Regions from separate parts of the Ovis aries genome. Here region 2 is linked to region 1. A link is a contact called in public Hi-C data. All regions are on one chromosome and are shown on one strand. Each heading gives the region's core, a stretch centred on a gene start, on an enhancer-like site or on the middle of the called end of the contact. The rest is flanking DNA. Distances are from core to core; before and after follow the strand shown.

What was found. Hi-C and Micro-C count contacts between places; a contact is called where the count stands out from the background.
Region 2: a Hi-C map of hypothalamus shows a contact between it and region 1, with 2.6 times the contacts expected there. The contact joins the promoter of NCOA7 here to the enhancer-like site in region 1. A contact is called at or near these places in 2 of 16 Hi-C or Micro-C datasets (hypothalamus and liver).

The regions. Positions count from the first base shown.
Region 1 is chr8:12,683,419-12,687,644 of ARS-UI_Ramb_v3.0, forward strand. All of the region lies in intron 1 of NCOA7 (nuclear receptor coactivator 7), which reads right to left. Among named protein-coding and RNA genes, the nearest start is that of NCOA7, 62 kb to the right of the region's middle. Within about 2 kb of position 2,868, at least 11 of the 54 cell types and tissues checked have an H3K27ac peak or open chromatin away from gene starts, as enhancers often do. A contact at or near this core is called in hypothalamus, where this site is marked.
Region 2 is chr8:12,746,149-12,750,144 of ARS-UI_Ramb_v3.0, forward strand. NCOA7 (nuclear receptor coactivator 7) reads right to left here and starts at 1,540. Exons shown (of 15, transcript XM_060419203.1): 1 at 1,426-1,540.

The sequences.
Region 1 (4,226 bases), core at 1,618-4,117:
ATGAGAACTTTAAGATCTACTCTCTTAGTAACTTGCAGATATACAACAGAGTACTATTAACTATAGTTACCAGGCTATACATTATATCCACAGAACTCACTTTATAACTGGAAGTTTGTACCTTTTTGATGACCTTCACCCATTTTGCCCATCCCCCGATACAGTCTTCTTTAATACAAGTATTTCTCCTCAAAATTGCTTCCATAGGGAAATAAGAGTACTAACATAAAAGACGTAGATGTGTCATTATTTCCTTTAAAAAGTCATAGAACAGTATGATCAGTTCAGCTCAGTTCAGTTCAGTCACACAGTCGTGCCTGACTGTTTGCGACCCCATGAACTGCAGTACACCAGGCCTCCCTGTCTGTCCATCTTGAACTCCTGGAGTTCACGCAAACTCATGTCCATTGAGTCGGTGATGCCATCCAACCATCTCATCCTCTGTCGTCCCCTTCTACTACCTTCAATCTTTCCCAGTATCAGGGTCTTTTCCAATGAGTCAGTTCTTCACATCAGGTGGTCAAAGTACTGGAGTTTCAGCTTCAGAGTCAGTCCTTCCAATAACACCCAGGACTGATGATCTTTAGGATGGACTGGTTAGATCTCCTTGCAGTCCAAGGGACTCTCAAGAGTCTTCTCCAACACCACAGTTCAAAAGCATCAATTCTTTGGGGCTCAGCTTTCTTTATAGTCCAACTCTCACATCCATACATGGCTACTGGAAAAACCATAGCCTTGACTAGACGGACCTTTGTTGGCAAAGTGATAGTATGACCTTATTTTTGTGAAATAAAACCAAAAAAATAGAAGAAAACCCGCCAAGACCAACAACTATTCCATTCAGTTATATATATACGTGAGATTTAGAGATATAGCTCTGGGAAAATGGTGGGTCAGTGAGGAAGGAAAGAAGAGGGACGATTCTGACTTTTGATGTTCAGTCACTCAGTTGTGTCCGACTCTTTGCGACCTCATGGACGGCAGCACGCCAGGCTTCCCTGTCCTTCACTACCTCCCGGAGTTTGCTCAAATTCATGTCCCTTCACACTTACATAATTTGGTGCTGGGTTTTTTTTTTTTTTTTTTTTTTGTACAGGAAGGATATATTACTTTGTAATTATGAGCCAATTTTTTAATTAAAAAAAAATGAAACATCTGCAACTCTGACAAAATTTCACTACATCTTATTCAGAGGTTCATTCCTTCCCCTGAGTCCAGCTGTCACAGTGAACTGCTGCACTGCAGTCCCAATCCCCTTCTTTACCCGGGCAGAGCTGCTCTGTGGCCCTCAGGGAACCTTCTCTTAGTTCTTGTTCTTGGCTGTTCCACTGAATCTTTGTTCTTGTACTGTTCTGACCTGCAGAGTCTTGGCTGATTTTCCCTGGCTGCCTAAACGTGACTCTTGCCATCTCCAGACTCAAGGAATGGGCTGTTGCCATGGAATAAGCTCTGTCTGTGGGTTAGAAACATCTGCGTTTGAATACGCATTATCCTTTATTAGGATAATGACAACAACACCCTCAGCTGTGATTGTTGTTTAGCCCCTCAGTCATGTCCAACTCTTTGCAACCTGTGAACTGCAGTCTGCCAGGCTCCTCTGTCCATGGGATTTTTAGGCAAGATACTACAACTCAACCTCAGGTTCCTTGTTCGTGCAAAGGAAATAATGGCCTCAGATAGGGGTTTTTTTTTGATGGTTAAACTAAGTAGTTCAAGGAAAGCTTACTTGTATTATTAAATACAACCTGTGTCTGGTTCCCAGTAAGAGCTCAATAACCAGATGTTACTATTCGATTGGCCAAAAAGTTCATCTGGGTTTTTCCCAGATGCAAAACCCAAATTGACCAAATTTGGAAAAACCTGAATTAACTTTTTTGGCCAACCCTGTACTTGGTTATGCCACTGCTGTTGTCTCTACTTGGGTATTTCTAAGAATCCCAGAAAATGAGGTGACATACAAAGTAATATAATACAACCAAGAAGGTACCTAAGTCGAGACATTATTCTTCTCACTATACATAAATATTAATTTTAGTTAATACTGTGCTATGAATTTAGACAACAGCACAAAGCTAGAAAACTATTTATTATTTCTAGGAGAACATCATTTCTGGTATTCCATTTCACTTTGTGATTTCACAAATGGAAGGTCAGCTTCCTGTTTCCACTGCAAATTGCCAACTGGGATAAATGCCAAATAAAATCAAACTTAAAGTGTGTGTGTAGGGGGAGGGGGGTGTGTGGGAATCACTGAAAAACAAAACAAATACCTAATGAAAATCCTGTCTTTAAATTATGATCAAATAAAACCAAAAAGTTCCAGTAATCCCTGGGGGGGGGGGGGTGCGGGGGGGGGGCGGGAATCTACAGCTGTACCTGATTGAAGTGCCACCTTTGAAATGTGCATTCATTTATCCATTTAGTTTAATTTTGATCTTGAAATCTCCCTCTCCCCCAAGAGAATTCATCAAGCTCAAATGGAAATACTCTAGCTCCAAAGAACCTACAGTTAGAAAAAGAAATCCTTTGGCTTTGGGTTTAATAACCAGCAATATGCCCACACAGGTGAACACCACAACAGAATTTCCCTTGGCCTCAGGAAACCAGTGCATTCCAATAAAAACTGCTAAACAGAATGCCTGTAAGGGTCACATCACAAAATTTTCCCTTTTCTAGGATCTCCTTGTTCTATAACAGCGTGGAATCAGCAGATCTGAGGGGACTCTGGTGATCAAAGTGCAGGTGCCAGAAGTGGATGTAAAAAAACTGCCACACTTTCCGAGGAGCCTTGGGGTGGGTTCACACTGGATGTTTCAGAGAACCTCCCATGCTTCCCCCCAGTGCCAGGAAGACAATGGTACTGCCACAAAATGGATGCCTACTGTGTAGAATGTGTGCCTTGTATTTATAAAACAAGACAGGCTTTTGTTGCATCTATAGATTGCCCATGTGGGAGTCTGGTTCCCTCTTCGACAAATCAGGATGCTGAGTCACAGCCTGAGAAAGTTCCATGGGAATCAACAGCACTGACAATAGTAATATACACCTCAGCTATAAACTGAAAAGAAGCAGAAACGGGAACTTGCTTTGGGAGATAAGTGAACTGCATTCTGCTAAGAGTGATCAGCCAAATCCTATAAATATAACATTTAAATATTAGGAAGTTTTACTGCTTGTCAATTAAGAATAAGCTGATAAATATAGCAATGCAGAAGTTAACCAAAATCTGCAAATACAAATGCTAAGAAATGACTAAGTGCTTAGTAGCTTGCAGACTCCCTTTTGGTATGTATTGATAGTTTAACTTAATACTATCAACTAATTAGCTGTCTATGGCTGCTGTCACAAATGACTACAAACTTGGTAGCTTAGAACAACACAAACATATTCTCTTAGAGTTCCAGAGGTCAGAAGTCCACAATCAGTCACACACTCCCTGCAGACTCTCTTCCCTTGCCTTTTCCAGCAGCAAGAGCTGCTTTCTTCCATCTTCAAAGCCAACAGAGCAGTATATGGTTTCACCGTCACACCACATTCTTCTCTGCAGTCAAATATCCCTCTGCAGTCAACTCTCCTCCTCCTCATGGGAACACTGAGACTGCATTCAGAAGCCCACCCAGATTATCCAGGATAATCTTCCCATCTCCAGAGTCTTAATCTTATCTTCGAGGTCTTTAAGCCTGAGAAGGTTAACATTCCCAGGTCCATGGATTAGAACCTGGGTATCTATGAACAGGCTTCCCCAGTGGCTCAGTGGTAAAGAATCTGCCTGCAATGCAGGAAACACAGGAGACACGGGTTTGATCCCTGGGTTGGGAAGATCCCCTGGAGAAGGAAACCCACTCTGGTATTAAGGCCTGGAAAATCCTATGGACAAAGGAGCCTGAAAGGCTACAGTCAATAGAATTGCAAAGAACTGGACATGACTGAGCAACTAACACACATCTTTGAACAGCAAGAAGGTCAAACCAGTCTGAGCACCAGGGAAGCCCCAAAGGAAATCAACCCTGAATATTAATTGGAAGGACTGATGCTGAAGCGCCAATACTTTGGCCACCTGACTCAAAGAGCCGACTCATTGGAAAATACCCTGATGCTGGGAAAGACTGAAGGCAGGAGGAGAAGAGGGTTACAGAGGAAGCCATGGGAGGATGGCATCACTGACTTGATGGATATGAGTGTAAGCAAATTCCAGGAGATAGTGAAGGACATGGAGGCCTGGTGTG
Region 2 (3,996 bases), core at 290-2,789, 61 kb after region 1:
ACCAAATCGCTGTTATTCCTGGAGTAACCTGAAATTTCCTTTACACAAGTCGCCACTTTTTAAGTGTGTTTTAGAGTTTAATTAAAATAGGTTTGATTACCCATTAGAAAAAATGTGCCAGCTTAAAAATGAAATTATATTAGCATTTGGGGAGAATTACCTTATTTAACAACACATTAAAGAAGGAAAACATATGGTCTTAAAAATGTCAAAATTCAACTTAAATGTTGACATAACTGATTTTGACTATTTATGCCAAGAAGTAATTTTAAAAATACAGTTAAGCTTCAAGCACCATAGAGTAAACAATATGTTTTAAACCTAAACTGTCTTTCGATGAAGCCTGAAACACAGCTCATTCAACAAATAACCCACGAGAACCTATTATGTATCAGACCAGGGGATTAGGAGACTGAACAAGAGGAAGTCTCTATCCTCCTGTAGCTCTCAACCTTAATACGTTAATAAAATCGGAGCGTACAATGATCCAGTTTCCCTCTCTTAACTTTACTGCTTAATACGAAATTTAAACATGATAGCCTGTGAAGAGAGAATCTTGCCAAAAGGTTATCGTTCGTTCTGATGTACGAACTTTACATCGTACATGGGAGAGAAGAAACAATTTATAGCCAGTTTCTCAAAAGTACAAACCTTATTAACATCTAGCTGGAAGCTAGGCTGCGCCCAAGGCTGCCTCTGCTGGCCGACTCCGAGCATCTTTCCAGCAGATTCTAAACTCCCTACACCTGTATCAAACTTGCCATGCTTCCAAACACATCTCTTCAGGAAAGCTGAAGGCTCGCTCCCAGGTAAGCAGCACGAGAATTCCCCAGCCTCATCTAGCTCCTGAATATCTGATTTCTAAAGGGGCCTTCTCCAACTGGCCCTAAATGACTGAGTACAAGAATCTGAGACGTCACTTTCACGTTATCAATCAGCTAGCTCCGAAATACATCAAAATCCTGAGTGACTTCTACCTGCCGCTAGAATAACTCTTTGCGTGGCTGCACATTGGGAGAATACAGAAAGAAGGCATCTGTTCATCAGGCCGAAAAAATACGGTGACATTTATCCACCTGAGTTCCTGAAAATTCGGCCGTGCTCCCTCTCTCCATCCCCCAATAATCCTCACACCAATCCATCCTCCCCGCCCCTGCAAGCAGCGCGGGCCCCTCCGGGCCCAGGGGCTGGACGGGGAAGGGTCACGCTCTCCTTCGCCACCGCTCGGCCTGCCGAGCTCAAGAGGAGGCTGTCAGGTTAACAGGGGGGGTGCTGCGCCCAGCGCCATTAGAACACCTCCGGGCGCCGCACCGAGCTCCGGCGCGAGGCAAGTTTCGCGGGTCCCGGCCCCGGCCCCCCGCCCCTCCGCAGCGGCAGCATCAGCCGCGGGTGGCGGCCAGGGCCGGCGCCCGCCTCGCCACCTACCTACTGCAGGGCGGGGGCGCCGGCTCCTCGGGTCCCGGAGAAGGGCGTCGGGAGCTCGCATTTCTGGGAGCGGTGGCCTCTGCCGCTGGGCGCGGGGGAGCGCATCCTCCGGGGTGGGTGGGAGGAGGGGCCGGGGGAGGACCGCGCGGTGACGCGGAGCTGGGCGGGAGGGAGGAGCGCCCCGGCGCGCGCCCCGCGGGACCGGCGTCCCGCGCTAGTGGACTGCTCGGGCCTCTCCACGCCGCGCGGCGCCTAGCCAACCCTGCGGGTGCGCCCGCGAGTCAGGACCTCGGCCGCGACAGGCTGCCGGGCCCGGCCGGAGGCGGGGAGCTGCGGGTGGGACGACGCGGTGCAGACGCCCGCCTCTAGCTCCGCCCGGGCCGCACCACGCTCGGCGCCCCTGCGCCGCGGCGGGGGCCGGGGAGCTCGGAGGTTTGGCTCGGCCGCTCGGGCTGCAGCTGCTGCATCCTCCCCGCCCCGGCGATCTCCGGGCTGGGAGGCTGGGGGCACCCGCGACGGCTGGCAGCCTCGGCGGCCCGGGCGCAGCCCCAGCCCCGGCCCGGCGGCTCCGCCCCAAGAGAGCTGCGCGCGCGGCCTCTGCAGGCCGCGGCCCTTTGTGACGCCTCCCGGGAGTGAGCTCGTGGCGCTTCCCGCGGCCGGCCTGCCGGCGGCGGAGCCTAAGGTCTTCTTACCTCGCCCCGGGCGGGTAATCCCCTACTGCTGGCCACCACTCTCAGTGTGAATACGGCTTTGAGAGCAGAGCTCGAGTTCGTGTCTCCCCGAGCATGAAAGCCCTGAGGTTCCTTGTAGCTCGGGGACCGCTGGTCACAATAAACTCATCCTTCTGTCCTTTCTGGCGTTGTGTTTCGCAGAGGGGCCCCCATGTCCTCACCCCGCTCCCGCTCCCATCCTCCGCACAGCATCCGGGGTGCTGACAAGTTGCTGTCATTGCAGCAGTGGGGACCGAGCAATTGAGCCCTCCAGGCAGACTCTTGGCAAAGACCGGAGGGAGCCTGGGTTGGGAAGCTTGGCATCAGCTGCGGGCCAGTGCCTGTGAGCTTCCCATCCCCATTGGGGAGCTGTTCCTTCTAAGGTCCCATGACCAGCACTGCAAGATGACTAGGTGGATTTGGCCGTGAAATTGACCCTTACGTAAGGAAAAGACTTAATGGTGGAGCCTGCAGCTGGTGCGATAACACTGGTGTGTCAGAGGCCAGACACACAGGCCCAAGAGATAGCAGCCTCTTCTGGCTTGTTGTTGCTTATGCTGTAACAGCCTCTCGTGAAAGACAAGCGAAGCATTTCACAGAGATGGCTTTGGAATTTCAGTTGCAACTGGTTGCGTCTTGCAAAATATGGAATAATTACCCAATTCTGTACTGAGCATGTATAAAACTGGACCTCGGGTTTATATCTTTTTGCTTTGACTGTGAGGAATTGGAAATTTTCCTTTTTTTTTTTTTTTTTCTTTAGGCATTATGTTATTTGTAAATGATTTCCAAGGGAAAATAAGCCTCCTGCAATTTAAAGAGCTGATTTCATTGAATCAGAAGAACTTGGTTTGGGACCTCCAGAGAAACTGAGAGGCTCTCACACTTCTTTGATGTTTTTGAAATCTAAGATTAATGTAAAAACTGGCAAAGACACGTTCCACAGCAGTACAAGCTGTGGTAAAATCGTGATAAAATTTTCGAGATGAATTCTTCTAAATAGACATCCAGCAGGGTAGGACCTGCGTTGTGTATGGGTCAGGAAACACAAGCCCCAAGCCTCGGTCACATCCAGAGACTCTGATTTGATTGAGAGCCCCATTTTGTTTTCAAAAGTACCTATTTTGCCCCATATTCAGAACGACTTGACCAACATATGTATATATGTGATGAATAAGTGAAAGAATGAAGTCTCCCAGTGAGATTTGGCAGTTGCTTACTCTTAACATTTGTAAAGAGGTCTGCTTTAGATAGTAGTTTGTGCAGGAAATATCCTTTGAGTTGCAATTCTGGACTGCTTCCATCCTTCCACCAAGAGTCCCCTTTTGTTTTTCTCTCTATGGACCCCAGATTTTGTCAAGAAAAAAAATAGTGATCTTTTTTTATTAGACAAACATATTTTAAAAGTACTAACCATCAATCATAAAATGTTTCTCCACCTTTCAAAAACATTGCTTCTAATTTAAGGATCCTCTTTACTATCTTCATGAACTGCTCTAGAACTACAGGCTATATCACATGCTTATTATAACATTTTATTACAGTGAAAGTTTCGGTAGAATAAAGACTTCTGCCCTTCAGTTTAAAGAGGGAGAAAATTCCCCCTTTACTATTGGTTTTTCATTTACTCAACGTTTACTGATTTGCCTAAGCCTTGTCTTTACAGAGAAGTCCAAAGAAATAAACCATCTCCTTCTGCTCTAGATCTGTGCTGTCTCATACAGTGCCCACTAACCACATGTGCCCATTTAAATTTAAACTAAATTTAAAATGTAGTTTTCCATTCCACTAGCCACATTTCAAGTGCTAAAGAGCTACCCGTGGCTAGAGACGACTCATTGGAGAGCAGAGAATAGAAATT